Regions from separate parts of the Hordeum vulgare genome. Here region 2 is linked to region 1. A link is a contact called in public Hi-C data. All regions are on one chromosome and are shown on one strand. The core of a region is the stretch at or near the end of the contact, and the rest is flanking DNA. Distances in the headings are between cores, read along the strand shown. Region 1 holds the start of LOC123400104 (probable serine/threonine-protein kinase PBL19). Region 2 has its middle 36 kb from the start of LOC123400104.

Evidence for each region. A called contact is a pair of places that touch in the nucleus more often than the background predicts.
Region 2: a Hi-C map of leaf shows a contact between it and region 1, with 2.6 times the contacts expected there. The contact joins the enhancer-like site here to the promoter of LOC123400104 in region 1. A contact is called at or near these places in 2 of 6 Hi-C or Micro-C datasets (both in leaf).

Annotation. Positions count from the first base shown.
Region 1 is chr5H:501,715,823-501,720,017 of MorexV3_pseudomolecules_assembly, forward strand. LOC123400104 (probable serine/threonine-protein kinase PBL19) reads right to left here and starts at 1,678. Exons shown (of 4, transcript XM_045094514.1): 1 at 886-1,678. The coding sequence starts at 1,311.
Region 2 is chr5H:501,750,984-501,755,178 of MorexV3_pseudomolecules_assembly, forward strand. No RefSeq gene overlaps it. Among protein-coding and RNA genes, the nearest start is that of LOC123400104, 36 kb to the left of the region's middle. Within about 2 kb of position 1,813, at least 3 of the 3 cell types and tissues checked have open chromatin away from gene starts, as enhancers often do. A contact at or near this core is called in leaf, where this site is marked.

The DNA.
Region 1 (4,195 bases), core at 428-2,927:
ATGGATATACAATACTAGCAATGCGTATGTTCTCATCATTCATATACTCAATCATAGCAATGTGCTCCCCAGGAGCTGAACTGCTTCCGAAAATGATTGAAGTACTCTCTGATATAACCGCAAAAAAAAAAAGTACTCTCTGATAAAATTTAGTATACTAAATCCGATCGCCACGGCGCAATTCCAAACAGACCTAGACTATAATAGTCAGTATCAGATCCTTGAAAGTCCTGCATTTCCCCTCCTTTTTTCCTAACAAACTAAATTTTTTTCTACGCATAGTAGCATATAAGCTCTAACCTCCGAGTATAGTAGTCAAAGCGACCAATTTCAAGACTTTCCTACCCAGAAACGTCTCCTCGTTACCCAACCAGCTCAAAAAGGCTGATGTGCCTTTGCTTTCTATGGATCAACCACGCTTCAACAGATTTTCCATGAATCTGTTAACAATCCCTTGCACTTCTAGTCGGCGACTCGGTGCGCATGATGGATGGAAGACTTGGTCAAATTTGGCAAGAGCACACACTACCCTTGCAAATAGATAAAAAATTTGGGTGGAAAAAGTGTCCGAGCTCACTGGAAGCTCTCTGCCTACATTTTCTGATCGTCCCTTACAAGAGGAACAATTTTGAACAGGTTCTTGAAAGAAAGAAAAAAGCTTGATCCGTAACAAATTTCTCAAAATAATTGGGATGTTTCTTTGTCCGGAGCAAATTTCTTTAGATTCGGTCACATTCTGATCCCCCCTAAAGCTGTGACAAAACTGGGTGTGCGATTGGATATGAAATCACGCGGGGAGCAGAACAGGGTGGGAAATCAATCGGCTGGTGGATGGGGGGGAGAGATGGCGGCATGGGTGGGTGGGAGAGCGTGAAGCTAGCGTACCTGTAGGCCGCGCTGGTTGAGGCGCTTGACGGCGACGGCGATGCGGTCGGCCCTGGGGTCGAGCGGGCGGACGAAGCCCTTGAAGACGCCGCCGAAGCCGCCCTCGCCGAGCTTCTGCGCGCGGCCGAAGTCGTTGGTGGCGGCCCGGAGCTCGTCGTAGTCGAAGGCGCGCAGCTGGCCGTGGCCGCGCTCCTCGTAGAGCGAGGAGATGCTCGGCTGCGAGGAGGCGGAGCCCGTGGACTTGCTGGTTGTTTGCCGCCCCGCCCCGGAGTCGTCCGACCGGCTCGTGCTCACCGCCGACCCGGTGGTGGTGGTGGTGGTGGTGGTGGTCATGGTCGTCATCGTGGTGGCCGGGGCCGAGGCCAACGAGCCCCGCCTCCCGGTCCTGGACCCCTTCTTCCTCTTGAGCCACCCCAGGCAGCTCATCTCTCGGCTCCTCGCGCGTGCTCCGGTGACGGTGAGCCGCCGCGGCAGCCAAGAAACAGGCCTCCTCGCGGACAGTGCGTGCCAGGGGAGGAGCGAGCAGGGGAGAGCAGGGTGGCCGTGCAAGGCTGGCTGGTGCTTTGTACTGGTAGCTAGAGCTAGGGGCCGGTGTGAACGTGCCGAATTCCGGGAGGGAGGGAGGCGATCGCGGCGGCGTGGACGGAGATAGAGAGCGAGATGAGAAAGCGCGGCGCGGTTTCGGCGAGAGCGAGATGAGAGAGCGCGGAGAACGGGGCACGTACGTATGCGTCCTGGCGTGCTGGTGGCGCGCGCGAGGTGACGGTGGAGGTGCTCTGCTCTGCTGCGGGTGCGGGTGCCGCCTTTTGTTGCTGGGGGCGGGGCGGGGGCGGGGCACGCGGTGTGGCTGGCCGTGGAGGGGGACGGGTGTGGGCGAGTCCAAGTGCGGGCGTGTACGCTTGTTTGTCCCGTCCCCGTCGCACCGGTTTCGGCCCCGCGTTCTCACCTCACGCGACGGGAGGACGCTGTTGTCGACCGGTCGGACGGTGACGCGGGGCCTCGCCGGCCACGCTCACAGCAAAACCATACAATCAAACCGTGTGTACCGACCTGAGCCGAGCAGCTTTACAGTGAGCCAGGAGATTACAGGGAGATCAATCGCGGGTGAGTCACATGGGTCGGTGGACGGTGCCGGGCATCACCTCGGAACAAAAGGAGAGACGAGGTCAAAGCGGGGGCCTGCCTCGTGATCGGATAGTCACATGATAGAAGCCCGACACGACACATCGACGAGAGACGACGCTCCGGCCGCTCATGCGTGATGCGTGCGCTCCCATTCCGTTCCGTTCCACTGCGTCCGTGGCCGCGCACGCTACAAGACCAGCTTTGCCACGTGACATGAACTACTTGCTAGACCACGCATGGTACAATTTATCTGCAACATTACCTACGGCTGGCTATTTCAGGAGTTTGATGCTCCAACCTTTGCTGAGTGCAGCAGTTTTCTTTTCCATTGAAAAAGATACGTAATAAACTCCAACAATGCAAGTGGGATGCGATATGTGTGTCTCAGTGACATTTTTGTTCGGGCAACAAAATAGAGGTTTGGTGCGCGCGTATGCATTCATGCTTCTTAATAATACGGCGTATATATCTCTTAAATGCTCATGTGAGAAGGAAACGGTTTTCGCAAGTGTGGAGGTGACGTGGGATACGTGGAGAAATTAAGGTACATGAACGACATGATGACGCCATAACATGTCTGCCACTTTGACTTGCGAACCAGAAGCCATCAAGACAAGATAGCAGCCATAAAACTGCGGCACGTATGGGCTAATGCATGATGACCTTCGAAACACCGATACTTCAAAAATTGTGTATAGCCGTTCAGTACTTCGCCGATACTCTGATACGCTAGATATGTCTTCGATACGGGTATCCTCGAAGTATCTCCTTTTTCAATTTAAGAATAAAAGAAAAAAATGCCGATACGGGTATCCTTGAAGTATCGCCATTGAGTATTGCTCATGACTTGATGTATCGTTAATATGTTCATATAGATAGTGTACATGTACTGTACTGATGTAGTAGTTGGATAAAAATGTTTCCTAAGGATGTTGTTTGTCGGATAAAATTGCTTGTTGATGCTATTGGCTTGCTGCTTGTTGATTTTTCTGACGTAAAAGTATTTGTTGATGTTATTGTTGCCTTCTATTGCTAGGGAAGAAGATACAAGTATAAATCATGGCATCTTTTAACTTTCTCCATCGTCATTTGAGCATTATTGATGTGTATTGCTTGGTGGTTTTAATTATCGTCATGTTCATAGGTGAGAGTTTGTATATATTTATTGTTATGAGAATAAAGAGCTCACTGAAGATTGTGCTCTCTATATCGGTATTTAAAAAAAGTTTTAGAATGTTGAAAGAAGAGTAGTACCCCTTCCATTATTGATTTTATGTTTGAAAAAAGGTTTGTTGATTTTATGTTGTCATGTTAATATATATTACAGTCCAAATTATATTAGGACAGTCTATGACCGATTGGCCGTGTTACCCCATTGATGATAGTGCCATTTTTAGAATGAGAAACACGAAGGCATGGAATCAATTAGGCGATCAGTGATGTGGTATTTTAATCTCATCTTATATATTTTATTATGTTAGTTTTTATTACATGTTATTTTATTATTATTTATATATGCTTGACATATCGTCGTATTGTTGTTTTTAAAAATTACTGTATCCCGTATCGTCGTATCAGTGTTGCCGTATCGGTGCTTTGTAGATGATGACGCCGTATATATCCATGGCTGAAGAATAAGCAAACTAAAAATATATTGTAGTTCCTCCGTAAACTAATATAAAAACATTTAAAACATTACTTTAGTATTCTAAACACTCTTATGTTAGTTTACAGAGGGAGTACATTGCATTTGAGATGGGTAGCAAGTACGTATATACAGAATACATATACACGCAAAAAAAGTAACATATGGAAGCTTTTCGTAGAATATTCTACACCACGTCGCCTTGTCACCATTTCCTATGATAAAAGAAATATCAAACTGTTAATTTATTAAGTCCATGCAAAACAAACTATTAATTAAGTATAGTATTTCTTTTTGTCTTCTAGAAACATTCCTGCCAGCTCTCCCTGTCCACTGATTATGATATTTGGCACTGTCCGATTAGTCATACAAGAGAGCTTATTTTACGAGGTGCAATAAGCCCAAAGGAAATTCTAGAGCATACAATTATACAATCAACTTCAATATTCCTTTCGTGTAGTGAGTCATAACTTAGAGCTCGTTTGAGGGTCAAGGATGTACAAAGACAAATTTTCAAAATTGTTATGCCTTGTTGTAGCA
Region 2 (4,195 bases), core at 563-3,062, 35 kb after region 1:
AGACTTGCAAAGTTCAGGGGGAGTATATCCCTGAATGATAATCTGTTTGTGATCCTCGGATCTTTGATATTGCACTCTTTTCCTTTATAAGTTTTTCCTGAATGGTTTCTTATGAAAGGTTTTTAATGAGGCAATAGTAATGCAGGCATTGTGATATGTTAGTTTCTCCTTATTTTCCCACTGGGTTTTTGGAAGGAGTTTTTGATGGCATATTGTACATATCTCCTCATATTTTTCCTACAGGGTATTGGGAGGAGGCTGATCAAGATATTGATGATGATGGTGTTTACAAGAATAACTGAAACAGAGATTAGGGGGAGTGTTAGAATTTAATTAATAGTTTAATTAAGGAAATCTTTGTTTATGGAAGCGACAACGATTTTCCTCCTGAATAGTTATGTCCCTAATCTAACGGACGCGTTCCTCTATTCCCTTCTCCTGTAACAGCCGCGTCTGTGCGACGTGCCCCTTTCACGGGTATATATTTGTACATGATCGCTATCAATAGACATCTATCATTACTCTTCATTAACAGATATAAACCTCAGTTACGCTGCTACTACGTGTAAACCTCGTGGGTCTGGGAGACGACGACGACGACGACGAACAGATATAAACCTCAGTTACGCTGCTACTACATGTAAACCTCGTGGGTCTGGGAGACGACGACGACGACGAACAGATATAAACCTCAGTTACGCTGCTACTACGTGTAAACCTCGTGGGTCTGGGAGACGACGACGACGACGAGGCCAGCTCATGGCAACGCCCGTGAGGTGAACAGTACGGTCAAACCGCAAGGGCTGGATTGGAACCGTGCGCGCACGCGGGGCCCCGGCTGCCTGCCAAGTGCCAAACCTACGTACCCACGGCACAGCCCGGCCCGGTTCCCGTCTTGACCGGGGCACGACCGGACTGGCGATTGAGCCTCGTGATCGGTGGAGAGAGAGATGCTATGGCAATTCTTGGGGTGGAAGAGATTCCTTGTCGAGCGAGCGAGCTGGCAACCAACCATGCATGCATATGCATGGGCGACGACCCGGTCGGCACTCGGCACAGAGCAACGAGATCACCCGTACAGTACGTCCTCGGCTGCTTGCAAACCGGAATTGATCCAGCCACAAGAAAATGAAATCATATCGAGGTCGTCGGCAGCCAAGTCAGCTGGAACAGAATAGGTTAGCAACTCCAACAAAGCCATCCATTTCGTTCGTTCTCGTTTGTTTGAGTTCGTACACATAGAAATGATGTTCCAACGCACGGATCCATTACCGAGATGCGTCTGCATCGATCCATTTTTGACTCAAATTTAAGATCAAAATACGTCGATGCGGACATGAAGAGGAAGCGCGCGTCCTATCGGTGTCCGTATGTGGCCGGTCCGATCTACTTGTCACACAGCCACACACCCACCTCTATCTGCTTATTTGATTCGCTGGTCCATCCGCACCCACATCTCTTTTATTATTTAAATATAGCAGTGCTGCTGTCCACTTACTTCTTGCTGACTCATTTATTTAAAAAGATAGACACGAAAAGACGGACGAACGATCTAAACAAATAAAAAACGAACAAAAACATTGTCTGTTTGGATCGTTCTGTTGGAATTGCTCTGACATTAACAAGTACAGCACCCCTGTACGTATCCCCTCGAAAAAGAAGTACTATACGTGTGCGTAAGCTGGGAGGGAGACGGACCTCGTCTTAAAATACGAACGCAACCGAATTTCTGAATTACGCGTTGGGAGAGACGTAGCGATCGGCATGGAATTATATCCCAGATCCACACGATCATGGGAGAGGGACGTGGCGTGCGTACGCTGGGGGAGAACGCAATTATTTGGTGCAGTTGTAGCGGCCGAGCATCTACAGTCCGGATGCACTATTTTGACCCTTCAAAAACCTATACGTGCGTTCGGATGCATGCGCGGATACTCACCAAACAAGGAGGTTGTAATTGACGCTGCAGGCGTCCGAATTACATAAACTAGTGTCCACGCATCATCGCCCGTGGGCCGGCTCATTTAGGCGAGTGCTCGCTGTTTCATTTCCATCGATCGGTACATCGATTGAATTACTGGCTGCCCTTCCGAAAAAACCAGCCGACCGTTAATTCATATAGAGAAACAAAAAAAATCACCCAAAAAAGTAAAAAAAAAACACGAATTCAAAAATGTGCATGGAACTTGAACAAACGTCCACATTTTTTTTAATAAAGTTCACTGAATTTGCGAAAGAGTTCATTGAATTCCAAAAGAAAATCATCCAATTTGAATAAAAAATTTCATCAAACTCAAAAAAAAACTGCACCGATTTTGAATAATGTTCATCGAACTGGAAAAAGAAGTCCATCGAATTTGAAAATAATTCATCAATGAATTTAAAACAAAGTTCACCAACTTTGAAAAAAAGTTCATCGATTTTTTAAAAAGTTTCATTGATTTTTTAAAAAAAACCAACAAATTTTGAAAATTTCATTAAATTAGAGAGAAGTTCATCGAATTTCAAAAATAAGTTCATGGATTTTTGAAAAAACTTCATCAGATGTTAGAAAATTTTCATAATTTTGAAATAAAATCATGAATTTGGGAAAAAGTTTATTGACTTTTGAAAAAAGGTTCATTGATTTTAAAGAAAAAGTCCATCGATTTACATTTGCACATTTCAAAAAATGAAATAAATAGAAAAAGAAAAGGAACAGAAAAAAAACCTGCGAAGGGAAAGAACAAAAAGAAGGAACAAGTATCTATCGATAAGTTAGCGAAGGTCTTAGTGGTTAGCGCGGTGTGCTGAGAATCTATTTAGAGGTCTGAAGTTCAAATCTTTTAGCACACACCATTTTTTGCGCTTTAAATCAAATAAAGGAAACGCTAAATGGGCCGAGCTCTGTAAGCGCCGGTTTGGAGAAACAGAAGAAACCGGCGCCTGCAACATCAAATAGGATTTTACCGATCGGGCGCGCCTCATATTTTCTTTTTCACATCCATGTATCTCATATGGAACACCCTATATTCACACTACACATGTAATGTTGAGCTATCCTACGTGATCAAATATAAATTAAATATCAGACAGCAAAATCGAAAGCAAACGAACACAAGATCGACTGCAAACAAACATCAAACATCACCCAAAAGATCATGTGGTCTTGCTCGTCGTCGTCAGAGGTGCAACTGTCATGGAGTTGGATTGGAAGTCGGAGAGGACGATGAGGCCCTTCATCTGATGGACCGCTCTGTCCTGCTCCCGCCTCAACTTCGCGAGCCGGGCCTTCTCCTCCGCTACCTTCGTTGCCTCGCGCTCGGACTCCTCAATAGAAAGCCGGAGCACCTTGGCATTCTTCTACCAGAGGCGCCGAGCGTACGTCTCCGCCATCATGAGAGACCGACGACACACCCATGCGAGAAGGCATTCGTCCTCGTCGGGCTGAGCTCGCATCCCACGACGGAGGCACGCAGACTGATGTGTTTCCCTTTCCCTTGCCCGCTGCCTGTCATGGTGGGCGGCGCACGACTCTGATTTCAAAGTGCGCGTGCGGGACGGCGGCACGGGCACTAGGACCCAACGTTATCCGCGTGGAGGAGCGGGCGGCGAGGGAAGGAGAGAACACGGGGCCGGTGCAGACTACGCAGTCCTGGTGGAGTTGCACATGGGCCGGGAGGGTCCACATTCAGCGTATGTGCTGCGTCGGCACGGGTGTTGTGGCTTAGCTCTAGATAAGGAGCTTCCGCCGGTCTTCACCTTGCACCGCTCCAACGCGATGCGGAGGGCAAGCTCCCCAGAGTTGACATCGGAGCCGTCGGAGCTCAACATTGGAGTGGATGGGATCAAAATCGAAGAAGGAGAGGAGGTGACAAAATGAGAGAGAGGGAGAGAGATAGATATATAGATAGATAGATAGAGAGAGAGAGCTAGGGTTTGGAGTGAGGCGCCCGAAGTGGAGATTTTGTGGGACAACGGTGGAGTCAATGATGGGCCGGGCTTGTCAGGCGAACGCGCACGGGCCCCCATATCTGTCCATATTTGAGCTGGATATGAGGGGTGCAGGTCAGTCCGGGCGTTTGAGGCCGGTTTGAAAGGCTCGGGTCGATCGAAATTTCGTGACCGCGCACTAATCGGATGGGTTGTGCGGGCGTTTGAGACATGTATGAGGAATCCAGTCGTAGATGCTCTTAGAGCATCTATAATCGGGCGT